3 separate regions of the Triticum aestivum genome follow, and regions 2 and 3 are each linked to region 1. The links are chromatin contacts, called in public Hi-C maps. All regions are on one chromosome and are shown on one strand. Each heading gives the region's core, a stretch centred on a gene start, on an enhancer-like site or on the middle of the called end of the contact. The rest is flanking DNA. Distances are from core to core; before and after follow the strand shown. Region 1 has its middle 63 kb from the start of LOC123091212. Region 2 has its middle 18 kb from the start of LOC123089991. Region 3 holds the start of LOC123091213 (F-box/kelch-repeat protein At2g44130).

Region 1 (3,309 bases), core at 300-2,799:
CTATTGTTATCGGTTTATTTTTGAGGAATCAGATGTATGTTTTTTTTAAAAGGGAAATATATTAATATCGCGTAGATACCAATTACACCCAGCCTCTGCACCTACAAAATGTCGTAATGGCATCTAGGATGCACACAACCAAAGAAAAAAATAGAAGAGAAAGGAAAAAACAAAGATTCCGCCACAGCGATCGACTTATCTCAGTAGCCGCACACAAACCACCACCAAGTGCAACACTCGGAAAACATAAAGCAGTGCACAAGCACCATCGTTGTCCGATCCAAGATCTTAGGTTTCACCCTGAAGAAGTCCGAGCTCTCAAAATAATTCCTTCGGCAAGGCAATTGCCAGGCACAATCAATGAAGGCTAGACCTTAGGTTTTCACCTTGAAAGTCATGGCTCGGTACTCGAGGAGCACCACCAAAAATAAATTCCTCCAGTGTTGCCACCCCCACTTGACACTGCTGCTCCTGAGAGTTACCAAACACCTGGCTGACTCCATCGCCTCCAAGGCTCCGTCCGTCTAACTGACCCTTCGATCTCAACCACCATGACCTTCTCCACAGCTGTCTACGCCATAGAAATCGAAAAGCCGACATGTCCTATGATGTCAACAAACAATAGAGCTTCGCACCACGCCGTCATGGAACCTCATAAGCTGATATGGCGTGCACGACCGGATACTACCCAATCCAGATATGTTGGGTAGCATCTCCGACAACAGTTCCGGAACACGTCGGTGACCAAATCAAGGAGGACAAATCATGTAGGACGTCGTGATGATGCGAAAAGAGCACGAGGACATCCACCATTATTTTCACGGCTGCAGGCCCCCACGCCGCCCTGATCCAGCCCGCCGTCGCGTGCCTGCCAGCATCCATGGCCTAAAGCCTGCCGACCAGAACCCCATGCCGCATCAGCCGGCAAGGCGCACGGCCGACCGCAACTTTGGTCGAGTTCGACCAACCCACCCAGATCAGATCAGAGGGATCGACAACCCAAGCCATCGCTGCAAGCCGGGGCACAGCACCGAGAGGAGCACCTCACCACACCCGTCAGATGTATGTATATAGATACTTCTATGTTTTAGTGTGTTTATCACCCATTTCCGTCTATATGTAGTCTATTTTGAATTATCCAAAACATCTTATACTTGTGAACGAAGGGAGTATAAAAGACATTGGGGGGATATGAAATTTTTGGAGGTTAAAAGATCGCATGGGCGAGCGAGGAGGTGGAATCACGAGGATAAGAACGGAGGGAAGGGGCCAAACGAGAGAGGAGGCGTGCAGCTCATCTGCTCGAGTGCTCAGGTGAGGTGGCGGGAGACCGGTCTCCATCGTGTCCTTCGCTGTCGAGCTGGATGGGGGAAGCCCGCCGGTGAATGGCACCGTTAATTATCCACCGCCATCCATCGGTTCGAACGCACAGGACACACTCTTTTATCATGTGGGCCCAGTTTGGTGGGCGGAGTGGGGCCGGTCCAGCTCAAGTTGTACTAGTAGATCTGAAAGGTGTGGTGCTGCTGCATGCTCACTTGACGCTTCGCCGCACCAAGGGCATGATCATTGATCGGCGAGAGGCAGGCGCGCTTCTAGAAGACTTATCCTCCAAGGGACTGGACATTTCATGCTGTGGACTGAGTGATGTGACAGAGCCAAAGATCCCAGGAGCACCAGCGCTACCTGTAGGGTTTTGGGATGCATCATTGGCCATGGACACTAAACTCAGGAGAGCGCGTACCATAACCCGGGAGATGGATCCAAATGATGATTTCTTAGCGGCACGGGAGAAAAAACGCGTAACAGTGGCGCTATCAGCTGCAGCCACACGGCCACACGCGTGTGGCTGAGGTGCTCTATCCGGCCACGTAGCGATCGATCGAGTCTGTGGCATCCATAGATCCGCACGGTCACTGTAACTCAGTCCACGATGGATTATTGCACTTGCCTAACCAGATTACGAGAGGCTACTTGTCAATCAATCAAAGGGAGACAATAATCTCATTAGAATACGCGCTTGCGGATCGATCGTTAAGAGCGACTGTTAGCATATACACTAAGCCACCGACCGGTTAATTAAACCATCACCGTCATTCTGTCCAGGTTCATCGATCTAAGCCTATCGGTCAGATCGTAATAAATTACCGTTGTGCCGCTGGAAATGTTATCCACAAGCAAGCGGGCTTTCCGAGCTGCTGCGAGGGCAACGGGCTTCTAGAAGGAAGGTTAAATACTAGGGCTTGCGAGCTGGAATAGAGTGTCTTGTCTGTGTTGGTGCCTGATCTCATTATATTAGCCGTGGTATTATCACTCCCAGATCTTGTTGATTAGGTTACTTCCGCATAAAATAAGCGGTATGCCTCGTTGGTCGACGGAGAGACGTCCAGCGGAGCAAACATTGCCTAACGTACGGTGGGCGCGGTGCAGCGTTGGGCTGCAAACCGTCAAAGGATTCGTTCGCTCTATTATTGCTCTAATCATCTCGTATTAAGAACCCTACCATACTATAGCACCAGGAAAGCATCTTACGATCTGATCTGAGGCCGGGATGCATGATGCGCATGGCCGCGAAAGAGTGTGATTCGCTGGGCTGGTGATCAACCCGGCTCCCACAGAATTTGTTCGTCCCCACAGAACAGAAGCGGCGCCGAGTCGGTGGAACAAAACGTAGGTTGTCGGACAGGCACCGCTGCTTGCCTTGTCCACGCAGCATCAGCATGCTTTGTGTGCATGCCATGCAGCAGCGGCACATCACATGCGTGTGCCTCGTGCCCCTTGTTTCTTCTTGGTTGAGAAAAGGCAGTTGGATTCTCCTCCCACTCCCACGCCATACATAGGCGGGGCCGAAGCCAGCTATCACCAAGAACTAAAATAACTCAAGATACTGTCCCCTGTTCATTTTCTTTTTGAAAAAGAAACCGTTCGCGGCTTACTCAATCGTACGGCGCAAATACAGAAGAACCGATGACAGGTTGACAGCCAACACAGGTTGACCTCAACCCCTAATGATATACCACTACTAGAAGTTAACTGCTAGTAGTAGTACGCATATATCCTAACCTTGGCATGGCAACCTAGCACACGCGTGGGCGTCTCTCTATGATCTCTGCACCTAGATTCAGTTCTTCCATGGTGAGTTGATTGAGCACGAAGTGAATAGTTGTTCTGCTCCGACTTCACGGACCGTTAGTGAACTCAATAAACGTATTTGTATTTGAAAAATCTGCATCCGATCGGAGACCTTGAGCCCACGAGTAAGCGCGTGTCAACCGAGTAAACTTAACGAATGCCGAGCCACCATCACCA
Region 2 (3,309 bases), core at 346-2,845, 200 kb after region 1:
GCATGTGTGCTGCCGTTTAGGAGTGAGAGCAGTTTGTGATGTTTATCCTGCGTTTAACTTTCAGACGACGCATGTAAGAAAGAGTGTCAAGATTTTCTGGACCTCACATGCTTCTGTAAGCAACCAAGTGGTCAGCTTGGTAAGCTATCAACAAAAAATTACAATCACATGCGTCTGTAAGCAAAGATTTGGAGAGTTGACTTGTCAAAGTCAATAGCCGGAGATAAACGAATACGTTTCGAGTGGCACCTAGCCTCGATGTACTACCCGTATGCATGTTGGAAGAAATCAACACACGAGATTTGTCCCGTCCAAGTACTACTACCTCCGTCCGGGTTTATTGGTCCTCATTGTATTCCGTGCCAAATTTTGACCATAGATTAAACTAACAAAATGTTTACGCATGTTATCAAACATTATATTTTTAAAAACTATGTTCAAATACGAATCCAATGAAATAATTTTTCTTGACATGCATTAACATTTCGTTAGTTAAATCTTTAATCAAAATTTGACGCCAAACTACAAAGGAAACCTATAAACCAGGACGGAGGTAGTACTTCTCGGCGGATTTGAAACGTCAAACGCAACTTGGACGTGGACGTGGCTGGAAGCATCTATCGAGACAACCAGAAAACTCTACTGCTGGCGGGTCTGCTCTAACCAATTCCAACTATTTGCGCGGTGGTGCGGCTGTGCCGGCCGTCATCATGGCTCGATCAAAACGCGTGCGGGCGGCGACGTGCGTTGCACCGGCCGGCCGGTTTATGCAGTTCACCAGCCACTAGGGGCCAGGCCACCGTGACGCCACGATGGACTGTTAGGCTTGCCTAAGCGCATCGGGATCACGAGAGCTTAGCTGCTCACCTTTCTTCTCATTATAAATAAACTAGACGCTTCCGGTAGGCGGTCGCCATGATCGGCAGTTAATCCTAATTCTGGGCCAGCTTCATATCACGCTAGACTAATTATTACCTCTGACAGTGTTATCCTTCTGAAGCAAGCTCTCCCTGCTTTTAGCTTGCGACATGGCCACGTGCTTCTAGAAGGCAAGGCAGTGGAGGAGTACTTCCACATCTTCCAATAGGAAAAGTACTCACTGGTGACTGGAGTGCTTCAGCAGAATAGACGTCTGAATCTTGAATCACATGTCATGTGGCGTGAGCCTGCTTGCACGATTTTTCCGCAGGAAAGACGAGCTTTCCTAGGCGATGCACATGCCCTGCCTTTGCTTGGGGAGTGATGGATTTAAATAATAATAGATAAATTGAAATTTAGGCTGCAAGCTAGCTGAGTACTGGTCGCTGTCAGTTATACTTGTGGAGAGGCAGCTATGGATCAATGGCGAAGGAACGACGGCAGCACAGCCCCGGGCCGCCGCCGCAGCCTGCAGGCATCGTAGACATGCAGAGTTTGCTTGCATTCCCCTCCAAGCAAAGCCTCGGCGTCCGTCACCGCCTCACCGGCTCTGAATCTGTAGCCGCCACGCAAGCAACGGACTGGAGGAAGCCGCCTCCGTCAGCCGGCCGGGGACGAGTACAACAGCAATGGCCGTGGCGCGAGGCTGCGGGAAGGGTCGGATAAGTTGACGGGACGTGGCGGGCAGAACGGCCCACATCCGCCACCCATGCGCGACGTACGCACAGTACGCGACGTCGCAGGGTGCGGAAAAGTCCGGCTTGGCATCCGCATCCCGGGATAAGAAAGCCACGTCGGCCGGCTGAGCCGCGGGCGGGGCGCCGTGGGAAGACGTTAACAGGTTGGATCACTAAAATACTCACATACAATTCCAAAAATAAATAAATCGCATGATGTCACCTCAAAAGGAAGAAGGTACTTACGTGTCACATTGGTGCTGATCCTAGCTCAAATCACTTCTCCATTTTTTTCCCGTTAGGTTCGTGACACAGATGATCGGGTCAGTTGTCAATCGTCCCCTGACAGCCGGCTGTGCAATCAGCAAATGTGTTGGACATGGAATTTCGAAATCTGGGTACATGCACATTCCTTATGAACAATAAAATAAAATAAAAATGTAATAACACGTTTTGCTGCAAAAAATTAGCATACATGATTGAGTGTTTTACTTATGTGCAAACTTCGCGTAGATACACCATATTCCCTTCATTTATAAATATAAGTGTTTTTGGAAATTCAAAATACCAGCTCCGTTCCTTATGTGCAAAGTCCCCGTGACTACATTCGTAACAAAAATGAGTGAATCTACACTCTAAATTACGTCTATATGCATCTGTACGTAGTTCGTACTAAATAAAATCTTTAAAAAACTTATATTTAGGAACGAAAGGAGCAGATGGTATTTTATGCAAAAAAGACAAAATTTGGAATAGGGTACCAAGTTTTTGAACATAAAAGATAAGAATTATTTGACTTTTGTGTCATTTTCTATTTTATTTTTTATGAAGGACTCGGGTGGAGTCGTGCCATATGTGTCCATTAATAGGGATCTTGCAAACCAAAAACCTTGATGTATGGCCCTCCTCCTTTTTGGCCCGATTTAATTAAGTGTGAACGCATGGTCTTCCTTTTTTTGTTGAAGAGAACGATGCATGGCCTTCCTCGGCCGCATATGCTATTTCTTGCCCGATGCAACTCGTAATATGTATCGCCTACGGACGGGCCCGCACAATATTGTACCTCACCTAAGTTTTATGCGTAATCTGTGTGTGTGTGTGTGTGTGTGTGTGTGTGTGTGTGTGTGAGAGAGAGAGAGAGAGAGAGAGAGAGAGAGACTTTTTCACAGTTTTGAGTTGGTTTTCTTCAGATTTATTTAGTTTTCTTTGGCTTTCTTCGTATTTCTTTTTCTTTGGTTTTCTTTAGCTTTTTATTTCATTCTTGGTTTTAAACAGTTTTCTTTGGCTTTCATTTCTTTTTCTATTATTATTTTCTCAACATTTGTCTACTTTTTAAAACTCATCATACATTTTTATATACATAAATTTTTTTATACATATTTAATATATTTTATAATATATGTTTTGATTGCTACTTTTACCATATACATCTAAAACATTATTTAAATACGTTTACCATTTTTCAACTACATGATTACAAGTTTTATAGATACATTTTGGTAGTTTTTATTAATATATGTTCAAGATATTCCGAATGATGGGTAACTTTTTAACTACACGAACATTTTTCCACGTTGTATAAACTTTGTTTAAATGCCACAAACATATTTCTGAAATCTGTGAACATTTCCTAGTGGCATGAAAAAATTATTGGTATGAAACATTTTTATTGAATTACACGAATATATTTTTACATTGTATAACATTAAAAAAT
Region 3 (3,309 bases), core at 237-2,736, 180 kb after region 1:
TGGGGACGTAGTATTTTTGACTGAAGAAGGCGGATAAATGTTGCTTGCCAAGAACAATCAGGTAATCCAACCTCTATAGATTCGGAAAACAAGGATTACTACACCCCTGATCCATCAGTCCAACCATACGAGCAGGAATTCAGTTCTGCAACAGAGGCAGATGAACACAGCTGAGCTAACTACACTACCTCTCTTCGCCTTCGATGCCGTCGACTACTCACATCTCTGTGCCTTCCCCCTTCCGCTCATCTCTCGCACACATGACATGACTAGCAAGAAGTCTCCTTGGGCAGGAGAGCGGTCCGAGACATCACACGCGCACGGATCCAATGGAGAAGACGAAGCCGGCGAACTGCGGCGGCGGCCGCACCACGGTCCAGTTCTTGGACTTGACGTCGAACACCCACAGCGCGTGCCCCGTGCCTCCTCCCTCGGACTCGATGGCGCCGGTCACCACCACGCGCTCGCCGCCTCCGACGGCGACCGCGCGCGCCGTGCCGGCCTTGAGCCCCGGCGGGGACGGCCCGACCTCGCGCCAGCTGCGCCGCTCCCCGCGGTACTCCATCACGGCCGTGCCCTCGATGCACCACACCCGGCCGCGCACCACCACGTGCGCCGCCGACGGAGGCGCGCGCACGCGCTCCAGGCGGCGCCACTCGCGGGACGCTGGGTCGAACCACTCGGCGTCGCGTTCGAACCCGCCCTGGCGGCCTGTGCGGTACCCGCTCACGGCCAGGAACCGGTCGCCAGCGACGGTGGCCATGCCGTCGCACTCGTCGCGCTCCTCCGACATGTCCGGCAGCGGGTCCCAGGCGTCGGCGCCCGCGTCGTACGCCTCCGCCGTCTTCAGCGCGTTCTTGAGCTTGTCGTGGCCTCCCGCGACGTAGATCTTGCCGCCCGCCTCGGCGCAGGCGAAGAAGGACCGCGCCGACCGCATCGGTGCGCCGCGGCGCCACACGCCGGTGGACGCGTCGAGCACGTGCACGTCCGCCACGGGCTCGAAGGTCTTGGGGTCCCACCCGCCCAGCACGGCGAGGCGGCTCCCCACGGCCGCGCACTGCGCGAACATCGGCACGGGCGGCGCGGCGCCCTCGCGGCGCCACTCCCCGGTGGTGACGTTGTACACCGACACCCCGTACGCCTGGGCGTTCTCCGGCGCGACCCCGTCCGCGTCCGCGGCCGCCGGGTTCCCGAACTGCAGCAGGTAGACGAGATCCTCGTTGGCGCCGGCCTCGGCGCGCGCCAGCGCGAAGTCCGGCGCGGTGGCGGCGCTGTTCCAGCCGCGGCACACGCCCCGCATCGAGCGGAAGGAGGCGTGCGGGACGCGCGCCAGGCAGTCGACGGCGACGTCGTCCGGCATGCCCGGGATGAGGTCGATGTGCTCGACCTTGCACTCCTGAACACGGCTCTTCTGGTTCCTCATCTTCGTTATCTCTGGGATTGGGATTTGGGATTGGGGTTGGGAATGGAGATGGATGGCTCTCTGGCTCGGTCGATGGGTGGCATAAATAGAGCGCTGAGGGGGCACGTGGCGCGGCGTGACTGGAGCAGAGGACACATCGAAAGCTGTATTTTGAAGAGAAGAAAAATCAGTGCACTGGCGCCAGTCGAAATGCAGTTCACCGCGCACCGACGACAGCACCGACTGCGACCGATCTCTGTCGTGGCTCGTTCGCTTGTTTGATTCTCCCTACGATCGAACCTTTTGTTTTAAATACACATTTCGTTCGTAACGCAATTTTCATACAAAATTCGAAGCATCTTTATAAGTATTTCGCAAAGCAACAGCCGAGCAAAACCCTGGACCACGCGCCAGCGTCCTCCATTTTCCATCTACGCCGTTGTAGCAGATGCGAGAGGGAGTGTAGTTTTGATTTCATTTAATTTTGTGCTATTAGAGTAATTCTGGCAAGTTTCCATAAGTACCGAATTCCCATAATTACTGTCCGGTTGGCATTTGAGATTCGAAAAACAGGTCCAGCAAATTATGTGATTCATGCAAACACGCCCATTACGGGTACAAATCGGCCCACTGTTGCTCGGCGGTGCCACTCATCACCCATCTCTTCCTTTCGCCAGCATCACTCCTTCCTCATCTTCCCCGTCGCTACCACACTCACCCCACATCGGCCATGTCACAGCGGCCAAGCCTTTCGCGCGAAGTTTTTCAATGAGACAAAAGAAGACCGCGTCGAGAGAAAGTTTTAGGAGAGGATGTGAAAATGGTTTGAGTGGGTCGAGAAGGACGCGCCCCACAAGGCTGCATCAGCCATTGGGCACAACTCCCAACCACCTATTACTAGGTAATAGCACCCCAGGTACCCTAACTTGCACTCAATGTGATGATCTAGTCCCAAACTTGCAAAACTAGACCAACTCATACCCCAACTTGCAACCAATGTGATGTTTTAGTCCCAGGCCAATCACAGCTCGCCAATTGGCTGCCAAGTGGCCGGGCCGGTCAGCGCCCGTAGTTTTGCACAAACCCCCCTGCCGTTTCACTCATTCAACCCGCAGTTACCCCCACCTGAATTAAATCTGTCGAAGGAATCGAGTTCATGTCCGCTCTGCTGGTCCACTCGTTCCCCATCTGCCCCCTTGCCCCCGCGGCTCCAGCATCAGCTTATCCACGCCGACAGCAAGCTCGCCGCCGCCGTCCAGCTCATCGCCGCCGTCCAGGTCGCCTCCATGGTATCTTGGAGTGACGGATCGAGCTCGTCCTCCGACGGCTACTCTGTGACAAGTGAGGTTAGTTCTTGGCTATGTCTCTGGCAGATAGGGATTGAGCAAAAATGTATGTTCTTGAGTAGCAAAAATGTATGTTTGGTGACAAGAATATGTTGTATGTAGGCTCCTGCTCCTGCCACCATTTTCTGCTCTGAGTGGACAGGCCTTGCTCCAGATATTGCAGCTAGATGTGAACACCAGTGTGTGTGTGAGAAGTTTGTGTGCTTTGAATCAGTTGACAGTGGAAGGAGGTATCTTGCTTGTGCCCAAAAGGTAAGTAGATCTACCAAACTTGCAATGTGTCATGTAAATGTGGAGGAGTTCATTTGATCTGTATAATAGTGTGCCATGTAAATGTGGAGGAGTGCATTTTCAGTTAAGAGCATCTAGTTTGTGAACTTAAATTAATCCTTTAGTTAACAGCATCTTGTTAGTCAACTTAAGTGAATTTCAAATGAACTAACTGAACTGAACTTAACTTAACTTAATTGAAATGAAATAACAGAATTTAAATGAAATAACAGAACTTAACTGAATTAGAATGAAATAGCTGAACTTAACTGAAATTAACTGAATTCAAAT

The links. A called contact is a pair of places that touch in the nucleus more often than the background predicts.
Region 2: a contact with region 1 is called in a Hi-C map of leaf, with 4 times the contacts expected there. The contact joins two enhancer-like sites. A contact is called at or near these places in 2 of 5 Hi-C or Micro-C datasets (both in leaf).
Region 3: a contact with region 1 is called in a Hi-C map of leaf, with 2.9 times the contacts expected there. The contact joins the promoter of LOC123091213 here to the enhancer-like site in region 1. A contact is called at or near these places in 1 of 5 Hi-C or Micro-C datasets (leaf) and 1 of 1 datasets of contacts at active chromatin or transcription factors (leaf).

The regions. Positions count from the first base shown.
Region 1 is chr4B:91,196,837-91,200,145 of IWGSC CS RefSeq v2.1, forward strand. No RefSeq gene overlaps it. Among protein-coding and RNA genes, the nearest start is that of LOC123091212, 63 kb to the right of the region's middle. Within about 2 kb of position 1,550, at least 8 of the 8 cell types and tissues checked have an H3K27ac peak or open chromatin away from gene starts, as enhancers often do. A contact at or near this core is called in leaf, where this site is marked.
Region 2 is chr4B:91,396,381-91,399,689 of IWGSC CS RefSeq v2.1, forward strand. No RefSeq gene overlaps it. Among protein-coding and RNA genes, the nearest start is that of LOC123089991, 18 kb to the left of the region's middle. Within about 2 kb of position 1,596, at least 5 of the 8 cell types and tissues checked have an H3K27ac peak or open chromatin away from gene starts, as enhancers often do. A contact at or near this core is called in leaf, where this site is marked.
Region 3 is chr4B:91,377,582-91,380,890 of IWGSC CS RefSeq v2.1, forward strand. LOC123091213 (F-box/kelch-repeat protein At2g44130) reads right to left here and starts at 1,487. Exons shown (of 1, transcript XM_044512644.1): 1 at 58-1,487. The coding sequence starts at 1,423. The coding sequence ends at 311. It overlaps LOC123089991, which reads left to right and starts at 2,689. Exons shown (of 3, transcript XM_044511498.1): 1 at 2,689-2,748; 2 at 2,851-3,000. The coding sequence starts at 2,689.